Linked DNA regions of Mus musculus: all the other regions are linked to region 3. The links are chromatin contacts, called in public Hi-C and HiChIP or PLAC-seq maps. All regions are on one chromosome and are shown on one strand. The core of a region is the stretch at or near the end of the contact, and the rest is flanking DNA. Distances in the headings are between cores, read along the strand shown. Region 1 overlaps Ago4 (argonaute RISC catalytic subunit 4). Region 2 holds the start of Clspn (claspin). Region 3 holds the start of Adprhl2 (ADP-ribosylhydrolase like 2).

What was found. A called contact is a pair of places that touch in the nucleus more often than the background predicts. HiChIP or PLAC-seq counts read pairs in DNA pulled down with a chosen protein or histone mark.
Region 1: a contact with region 3 is called in a Hi-C map of bone marrow-derived macrophages, with 35 read pairs. The contact joins the enhancer-like site here to the promoter of Adprhl2 in region 3. A contact is called at or near these places in 6 of 39 promoter capture datasets (the 3T3-L1 cell line, the C10 cell line, the HPC-7 cell line and 3 more), 14 of 484 Hi-C or Micro-C datasets (the G1E-ER4 cell line, the N1E-115 cell line, Th2 cells and 10 more), 8 of 115 datasets of contacts at active chromatin or transcription factors (bone marrow-derived macrophages, embryonic stem cells, large pre-B cells and 1 more) and 4 of 9 other capture datasets (adipose tissue, embryonic stem cells, liver and 1 more).
Region 2: a contact with region 3 is called in an H3K4me3 HiChIP or PLAC-seq map of embryonic stem cells, with 53 read pairs. The contact joins the promoter of Clspn here to the promoter of Adprhl2 in region 3. A contact is called at or near these places in 2 of 39 promoter capture datasets (the 3T3-L1 cell line and pre-B cells), 3 of 15 datasets of contacts at CTCF or cohesin (the NIH/3T3 cell line, embryonic stem cells and pro-B cells), 11 of 484 Hi-C or Micro-C datasets (the Ba/F3 cell line, the CH12 cell line, the G1E-ER4 cell line and 4 more), 12 of 115 datasets of contacts at active chromatin or transcription factors (effector CD8 T cells, embryonic stem cells, large pre-B cells and 3 more) and 2 of 9 other capture datasets (adipose tissue and liver).

Annotation. Positions count from the first base shown.
Region 1 is chr4:126,488,581-126,491,280 of GRCm38.p6, reverse strand. It overlaps Ago4 (argonaute RISC catalytic subunit 4), which reads left to right. Exons shown (of 18, transcript NM_153177.3): 18 at 1-1,740. Among named protein-coding and RNA genes, the nearest start is that of Ago1, 21 kb to the right of the region's middle. Within about 2 kb of position 1,285, at least 33 of the 459 cell types and tissues checked have an H3K27ac peak or open chromatin away from gene starts, as enhancers often do. A contact at or near this core is called in the HPC-7 cell line and bone marrow-derived macrophages, where this site is marked.
Region 2 is chr4:126,555,579-126,558,278 of GRCm38.p6, reverse strand. Clspn (claspin) reads right to left here and starts at 1,299. Exons shown (of 26, transcript NM_175554.4): 1 at 1,142-1,299. The coding sequence starts at 1,165.
Region 3 is chr4:126,320,307-126,323,063 of GRCm38.p6, reverse strand. It overlaps Adprhl2 (ADP-ribosylhydrolase like 2), which reads left to right and starts at 1,361. Exons shown (of 6, transcript NM_133883.2): 1 at 1,361-1,622. The coding sequence starts at 1,394. Tekt2 (tektin 2) reads left to right here. Exons shown (of 11, transcript NM_001357262.1): 9 at 101-244; 10 at 413-492; 11 at 645-943. The coding sequence ends at 858.

The DNA.
Region 1 (2,700 bases), core at 36-2,535, 170 kb before region 3:
GCAAGTCCTGTGACTGAAGCACAACACAGGCGTGAAGCGACAGCAGACGTCCGTTCCCTGAGATCTTCCTTTTTTTCTGCAAATACCTCCCTGGGATAATACAAATCCAGACATGTTGATGAATGGCTGACTGCCGCTTTTATTCACACCTGTTCAGGGAAAGCACAGAAAATGCTCTGTAGCACAGACATTCTGGACCCAAGAGGAGGGGGAACAAAGGAAGCCTTTTTAGGAAAAGGAAAACTTGCCTGGAGTCTGTGATGTGAAGAACTCTCGGTGGCTGGCAGCTGACAGAAGGCACCGTACCTGCACAGGAGCGCCTCGGGCTTGCTTGTTGACAATGCACAGAAGAGACTCTAGCCATCTTCCGACAGGATGGAACAGTGAGCGAGCTGTGTGCCCGGAAGCCCCATCCACGGTCCTGCAACTGAGTTGTAGGTTTGCCCATGAGCGATATGCCTGAAACACCACTGCCGGTCCTAGTATGCTGGGGTGAATCCGTGTGGAGCTGGAGGAAAAGCCAGGAGACCAACTTTTGTAGAAAAAACGGTATCAATAAGTGTGTGAAGCCGTTGTTCTGGGCAAGTGGAAAGAAATATGGAAGAGTTAGGATTACTTGGGGGAGGGGAACTTGCTGAGGGGTGAACAGTCCAGAGGTGATCACTTGAGAATCAGAACTGCAGTAATACCACCGTAAGCAAATCTGAATGCATAGTTTTAACTTAACTGGGGTTGACAATTCAAATAGGTACCTCCCCCCACCCCCCCAAACAAAAACCTGACTGAGTTGTTATGCATGTGTCAATCACTGGGAGGTGTGCATTCTCTAGTAGTGTTAGGCTGTTTGGTTCTTTTAAATGCAGCCTATTTAGGTACTGTCATGTAGTGTGGAAGATTTTGGTGCGGCAACTCTAAAGAATGACATTTTTGGGGCTAGGGAGCATAGGACATTAAGAACGGGAAAGACCCAAGTGTTGAACCAATTGTGTTTTTTTGTTGTTAGTTGTTGAATCCTGAGTTGATGCAGTCAGCATTCTGGGCAGGCGAACCACCTTTGTTCTTACTGTTAAGTTCTTTGTGCTGCTTCCAAAGATGATTTACAAGCAGGGATGTTCTAAATGGGTCTGTACCTTAGGGTCCGGGGTCCAGCCCATATCCTAGGTCAAAGCCTACCCACCTGGCTCAGCTACCTACTGCTTTAACCAGGCTCATCCTCTCTACTCCGCTGTGGTTGCCCTCCACGGATGTGCTCTGAGATTCTCTTGCTCAGTGGCAAGGTGGCTGCTCTGCTTTCATTTTTAAAAAAGCGGAAGTTAAGGTCATCATACTAATACTGCATCAACTCCAGGAATTAAAGGAAAGATCTTTATTGCTCAACCATTTTCTTATTGGTTCCTACTGACATATTCATCTCCTTTCTGTGTCTACTGGCTGAAATGTTTGTGTTTGTTCATCTGACTAACGGTATGGTTTCTGTATGGTTAGACTTGTAATGTTTTAAAATGTATTTTATTACTTTGGACTGGATGTTCCTCTCCAGCGATACGAGGTACTTTCTAAGCTATTAAGGAAGGGTTTGAATCCCTATGTGAGATAAGATAATGGTTGTTTAAATTTTGCAGAGGTTTTTGTTATTGTTACTGGTTTTGATTTTGGGTTTTTTTTTGACCTGTGGGGATATTTTGTGTTTATGTGTCCAAAAAGTGGGGAGGGGAATAAATTGACATTCTTGTGCTAAAAGTTGTTTTTCTCATCAGTGGTGTGGTAACTATGGAATACACTGTAATGGCATCAGACATGACTACTTTAAACAGTGTCATCTATTTGAGAAGTGTGCTTAATTTCTGGGTCTCCCTATATTTAGGAATTGCATTTGGGAATTTTTGAAGGACTCCAAGAACACTTCACATACAGAAACTTTGACAATATTCATCAAGGTTCTAGGTACTGCTCTTAATAGTTAGCTCTGATTAAGTCATATCTTAAGGAAACATTGAGGTAATCCCAAATTTTAGGAGACGGAAGCAGGAAGATTATTTTGATTCTGAATCTAGCCTAGGCCTTAGAGAGGGACCCTGTGTAATAGCTACTCTTCTCTCTGATAGGATAAAACAGAACAGGACCAGCAATGGCCTATGGGAGAACTGTTTTGTTGGTTTTCTTTGTGTATGGTTCTCCAAGGAGAGTTCACAATGGTGTAGAAAGCATGGCAGCAGGCAGCTTCAGTGAGAAGCTGAGAACCCACATCTTTAACCTCAAGCATGAAGCAGAAAGGGATGTGGAGATGAGGCAAGGCTTGCTTCCAGTGACGAGCTTCCTCCAACAAGGCTGCACCTTTCTAAAGCCTTCCTAAACAACGCCACCATCTTGGAGCCAGTCATCCAGATGCCTGAAGCTGTGGGAGACATTTCTCAGTCAAACTGCTAGACTGTGTCTCAAAGACAAGACACTGTGGACAGATACTTCTATTTACAACTTAATTATTTAGAGAATGTCCCCAAATTTACCCAAAACAGGGAGTCTCCAGTCTTTTGACCTCTTTGCTTTGGGGGCAAGGTCACCGTGTATAGGTCAGGCTGCTAGTGAACTCACACTTCTTCAGTCACCAGAGCACCAAGATTACTGCCATGAACTACCATGCCCACCCAGCTCATGATTTCCAAAAGTCTTCACGGGGCTGGAGAGATGGCTCAGTGGTTA
Region 2 (2,700 bases), core at 50-2,549, 240 kb before region 3:
TCACTCATGTCATAATTGTGCTCACATACCATTCTTCTAACTTTGCCTCCCTGTCTTTGTCTCCTACTTTTATGTTTGTTTTCTTTCTTTCTTTCTTTCTTTCTTTCTCTCTTTCTAGTAAGAGTCAGCAAAAGTGTGGCTTATGAAGTCAGCCACCTTTTGAAAATAATGTTATTTAAATTAAGGCTTTTTAAAAAAATCCTAGTGAGGCAAAAAGACAGGTTGGTGCACAACGAGATCTTGATTAAAGTCTGTTATTTTGTTCAATATCTAATCGTGAAAACTTCATGTCAAAATAAGGCTTTCATAGCCAGGCGTGGGGGCGCACGCCTTTAATCCCAGCACTCGGCAGAGGCAGGAGGATTTCTGAGTTCGAGACCAGCCTGGTCTACAGAGTGAGTTCCAGGGCGGCCAGGGCTACACAGAGAAACCCTGTCTCAAAAAAAAAAAAAAAAAAAAAACAACAACAACAACAACAACAACAAAAAGGCTTTCCTTTGGTGATTAGGTTTTTCTGGTACCCCCATTAAATCTGTTCTTAAGGCAACTATTTGGCCCTAGTCCTGGCTCCAGAAAAGAACACAGATCACGGAAAAGGTTTTCTATGGCCAAATTCCACTAGTGAGTCACCAGCTACTGGAAGGACGCTGTGAGCCAGGCCACTGTAGGCAAAGACTGTGGGCCCACGCGCGACACCCTTACAAGTTCCTTCCAGAACCAGAGTTCCAACTGCTTATACCCCTCACCCTGTGCTTACAGAGACTCCCACCCCACAACTTCCAGGCCAGGCTGGCCAAGGCCTTTTTTTTTTTTTTTTTTTTTTTTTTTTTTGTGGGGATGCTGTAAAGGGAGCTTGCGCGGCAGGAAACGCGCCAAAGAGCAAGGCGGGCTGCAGTGACAAGCTGAGGACCCGGCTGGGCGGACAACAGCGCGCGCCGCCGAACCAGAAGCTGTGGGGACTGAGCGCGGGAAGCCAGATGGAGACCCTCCAGAGGCCCCCAGACTCAGTCCAGTGGTCTCGGAGCGGTGCACGCCGGGAATTGTAGTCCTCCCGGCTCGGCGCTCTGGCCCTGCTGGGTTGACTGTCCCACTCGGCCCTCAGCGAAAGGCCTCCACAGCCCGGACCAGAGCCTAAACTCACCTCAGAACCCACCTCGCCGGTCATGATTCCGGCCTCCCTTCCGCACAGCTCCAGGAGAACGTGTCTGCAGTAACCTCAACTTGACGGCGACAGCTCCCGCCGTCTCCAGCTCGGCAGCGAAGTTCGAGCTTTCGCGCCCAGACGCGGTACAACGCTCAACCTTGAGGGTTTGCACCAATCCGAGGGAGGGTTTCCCTCCGAGGCCCCACCCCTATCGCCCTGCCAATCAGGAGGCGCCTCCTGCCTGCCCGGCAAATGTAATTTGCGTTGGTTTGGCGGGTTGCGGCTGCTCTTGTCAAACAGATCTAGGAGTGGCTTTGGGGTGTCTGGGGGTTCTCGGGGAGCGAAGAGATCCCGCGCTATGGCTTAGAAAGAAGGTATCTTGCGAATGATGTTCTTGGACTTTTGACCTATGTCTTCGTTCGATGGGTCGTACCGTATGCAATTAGAGGAGAGAAATTTCAATGCAGGAAGTGAACTGGGAAGAAGTTCCCAGGATTCTGGGAGTGTCCCACACCTGAATTTTTTGCTGAGGGAACCTTAGACCCCAGTGGAGGCTTTCTCCATCAGTTCATCCCTGGAGCAATCCTAACCTGCAGAGTTAATGTTTTTACCTCTTCGGGTCGATTCTCTGTCCTTTCTTCCCCATGTTCTATAGGCAGGCAAGAATGTCCTTTCTGGACTGTATTGTCCCAGCTGACTTGTCTTTTGTCTTCTGAATGGTCAAGCCAGTGTTAAAACTCCTTACAAAGTTATTATAAAGAGACCAGCTGGCACAGGGAAAGAAAGATCTGAGTATTTATTATCCTCCATCCCACCCAAACCCCCCTCCTCTCTAACTCCCCCCACCCCCCTTCACCTATTCTGGTATGGTGACCAACTCTGTCCAGTTTGCTTAGGACTTTCCCAGGTTTAGCACGGAAAACCTCACATCCCTAGAATCTCCTCAGAGGATACGAGGGATGACAGTCACCTCTGACACTGGTCTCCCCTTTATCTGAATACACATTCAGATAAAAAACAACTCCATTTCTCCACATCTCCGCCCACTTCTACACCCCTAAGGGTCTTGAGCTGGGGATGCAGCTCAGTAGTAGAGCTCTTGCTTAGTTAGTTTGCATGAGGCCCTCCCTGGTATAATCTCCAGGCTTCCAAAAAATACAAAAAAGAGTCCCATCCTCATATTTTACCCCCTTTTTAAAAAAAAAAAGGCTATTTTACTATGACCGTATACATCAATGATTCACAAATATGCATCTATCTGTAGCACTTCCTCCAGCATTTGGAGGACTGACTTTTATTGGCCATACAGTTTGTGACAAACAATGGGCAGAATTTTATAATCATCATTCTCTTAATCTTTGGAGGAAGCGTGTAAGGGAAGTAATGTGATCGTCTCGCGTCCACTGTCACCTGCTCTTTATGATTTCCAGGCTCACCGAGAGCATCCTCCAAAATCTCCCTTCTCCTGTTCTGTTGCCCCAAATTACACTTCTGTCTAAAGAATTATTTCTGAGGGCTGGAACGACAGTTCAGAGGTTAAGATCACTGGTTGCTTT
Region 3 (2,757 bases), core at 112-2,611:
ACCATGCTGTGAGGCAGGGCATAAGGAACCCTGCCCTGAAGCTTCAGTTGGGAGCCCTAGTGTGAGTCTTGCCGGTGGAGAACAGTAATGTCTGCCACAGACCTTAGAAGAGATAGCCGAGCTGCAGGGAGACATTCGGCGCCTGGAGGAGGACCTGCGTAGAAAGATGATGAACTTGAAGCTTGCACATACCCGGCTGGAGTCCAGAACCTACCGGTCCAATGTGGAGCTCTGCCGGGACCAGGTACAAGGGGCCCCGGTGGGGACCACCCCTGTCTGCTAAGGAGACCTCAGTATTACCCCTCTTCGCACGTTTCTTGTGGAACAAGCATTCTGGTCCAAGGCAGTTATGCGACCAGCTGAAGGGTCTTGCGGCTGAACTGAAAACCCCATCCTGCCCCTCTGTCTTCAGACACAGTATGGCCTCATTGATGAAGTCCACCAGTTAGAGGCAACCATCAATACCATGAAGCAGAAGCTGGCCCAAACACAGTAGGTTTAGAGAGTGGGCAGGAATAGTGGGGGGCACTGCTCAACCATGGGGCCGTAGTGCCTGCTGGTCTCTCTGGGCTTTATGCTGGTGAGATGTCCTGGCCCCTGCAGCCTGATGTAGGGCTCTGAGCTCCCGATGCTTTGCGTTACAGGAACGCTTTGGATGCCCTGTTCAAGCACCTGGCCCGGATACAGGCTGATATCGCGTGCAAGACCAACACCCTGCTCTTGGACACCAAGTGTATGGACACCCGACGCAAGCTGACGGTGCCGGCTGAGAAATTTGTGCCCCAGGTGGACACCTTCACGCGCACGACAAACCGCACACTGAGTCCACTCAAAATCTGCCAGCTGGAGCTAACCTAGGCTTTGGCGGCTGAGGGAAGACACAAGATTGGTGGGAGGGGGGAGTAGTGAGGGGACAGTAAAATAATAAAAATGGAGTTCTCAAGCCAGGCTCTTTTCTGCTACCCCATGAGAGTGGCTGACCGAGTGAGACAGTCCACTTGAGCGATGGAGTCGCCTAGACTTCATAGGGGTCGAGTCCAAAGCGACTCCAGAAGGAATACGGGTGTAAAGATACAGGTGATCGCCCGCGGGCAGCAGTGGCTTTGAGTGGGCAACATTCTTGTTCAGGTGCTTTTCAAAGGGTCCTCCGCGGGATTTTAGGGAGCTGTCGGCCGCATTTGTGGTGCCATTTACAAATGAGAAGGTAGGGAGCGCCAAAGCGAAGCGTGCGAGTACTTATGGGGCGCTGAGACTCCCAGCCGTTGAGTGGCGCTGTGGGGTAGGACGTAGGCTGAGACTCCGGGCCACAAGGGGGCGCTGTGGGGCCGCGGGGAAGAGACGACCAAAGAGGCGGCAGCATCGATGCCGGAAGTGGCGACTAGTCCGCGCGCGGATGGCGGTGGCTGCGGCGGCAGCAGCTACAGCGATGTCGGCGGCGGGGGGCGGCGGGGCAAGTGCGGCCCGCTCCATCTCGCGCTTCCGAGGTTGCCTGGCGGGCGCGCTGCTGGGAGATTGCGTGGGCGCTGTCTACGAGGCACACGATACCGTCAGCCTGGCATCAGTCCTGAGTCACGTCGAGAGCCTGGAGCCGGACCCGGGCACGCCGGGCAGCGCGCGGACAGGTGGGCGGGGCACCACCGATCGGGTCCCCACCCCTGGGCGAGGGGACCGAGACTCGGGGGCGCGCGCGCAGACTAGGCTGCCGAGGTGGAGGCTCCTGCGGCGAGCTCCCACGAAGTCACGAGGCTGAAGGCCCCTGGATCGAATCGGTTTGCTCCAGCTCTCCGTGGTTGTAGGTCTCCAGCCATGACCACATTCAGAGCGCAGGCCTCGCCTAAAACCTTGGCTAGAGCCAGTTCCCGCGTGGCCAGTTCCGTCGTGACCAGCTTTCTCAAACTGCTGGCCCGATGTGGGCGTCGGCGAGGGCTGTCCCTAGCCTGTTAAGACATGTCCCTTCCTTTCGCTTGCAAACGCAGCTTGTCCTCAGATTCCAGGTCAGATGTCAGTAGAAGACTTGGTTCTTCTTGAAGAGCATGTAACATAGTAGAAGGGGGCCGTCGTCAGAACCCCAGAGGACTCCACGAGTTAAGAGGCATTTAGAGGTAGGGGAAGGAGCGAGGAAGGACGGGGTGTGCCGAGAAGTAGGAAGGATGGTAACAAAACCAGAGGAAAGAATTTCAAGACTAGGACACTGGTGTGTTACAGAAAAGTCAGGGTAGTCTGGACCCAGAAAACCATGTCGAGTTGGTCGAGAACATGGAAAACGGGTGTTAAAGGAAGCAGAGATAAGACAAATTTTATTTCATTATGGTTTGGTAAGATGGAAAAAAAAAAGGTGTGTTTTAGGTTGAGTGGTAGTTGGGACCCTGTGGCTGCAGGAAACACATTTTAAGAGGGTCTGAGTGGAAAGAACTGACAGAGTCCAAAGGAAGTTCTGGCCTCCAGCAGTGCTAAGTCCAGGAGTTCAACTCCTAACTAGCTTGCTTGGTTCCTCTTGGCCTTGAGTTTCCCTTTGGGGGGAGCTCACTTTGGCAGTCTCCTTTTCCTACAGTATGGTCCCAGTAACACTGCAGAAGAGGTTCTCCTTGGGGCTGGAGAGATGGCTCTGCAGTTAAGAGCACTAACTGCTCTTCTAGAGGTCCTGAGTTCAAATCCCAGCAACCACATGGTGGCTCACAACCACCTGCAGTGGGATCTGATGCCCTTTTGGGGGTGTCTGAAGACAGCTACAGTGTACTTACATATAACAAATAAATA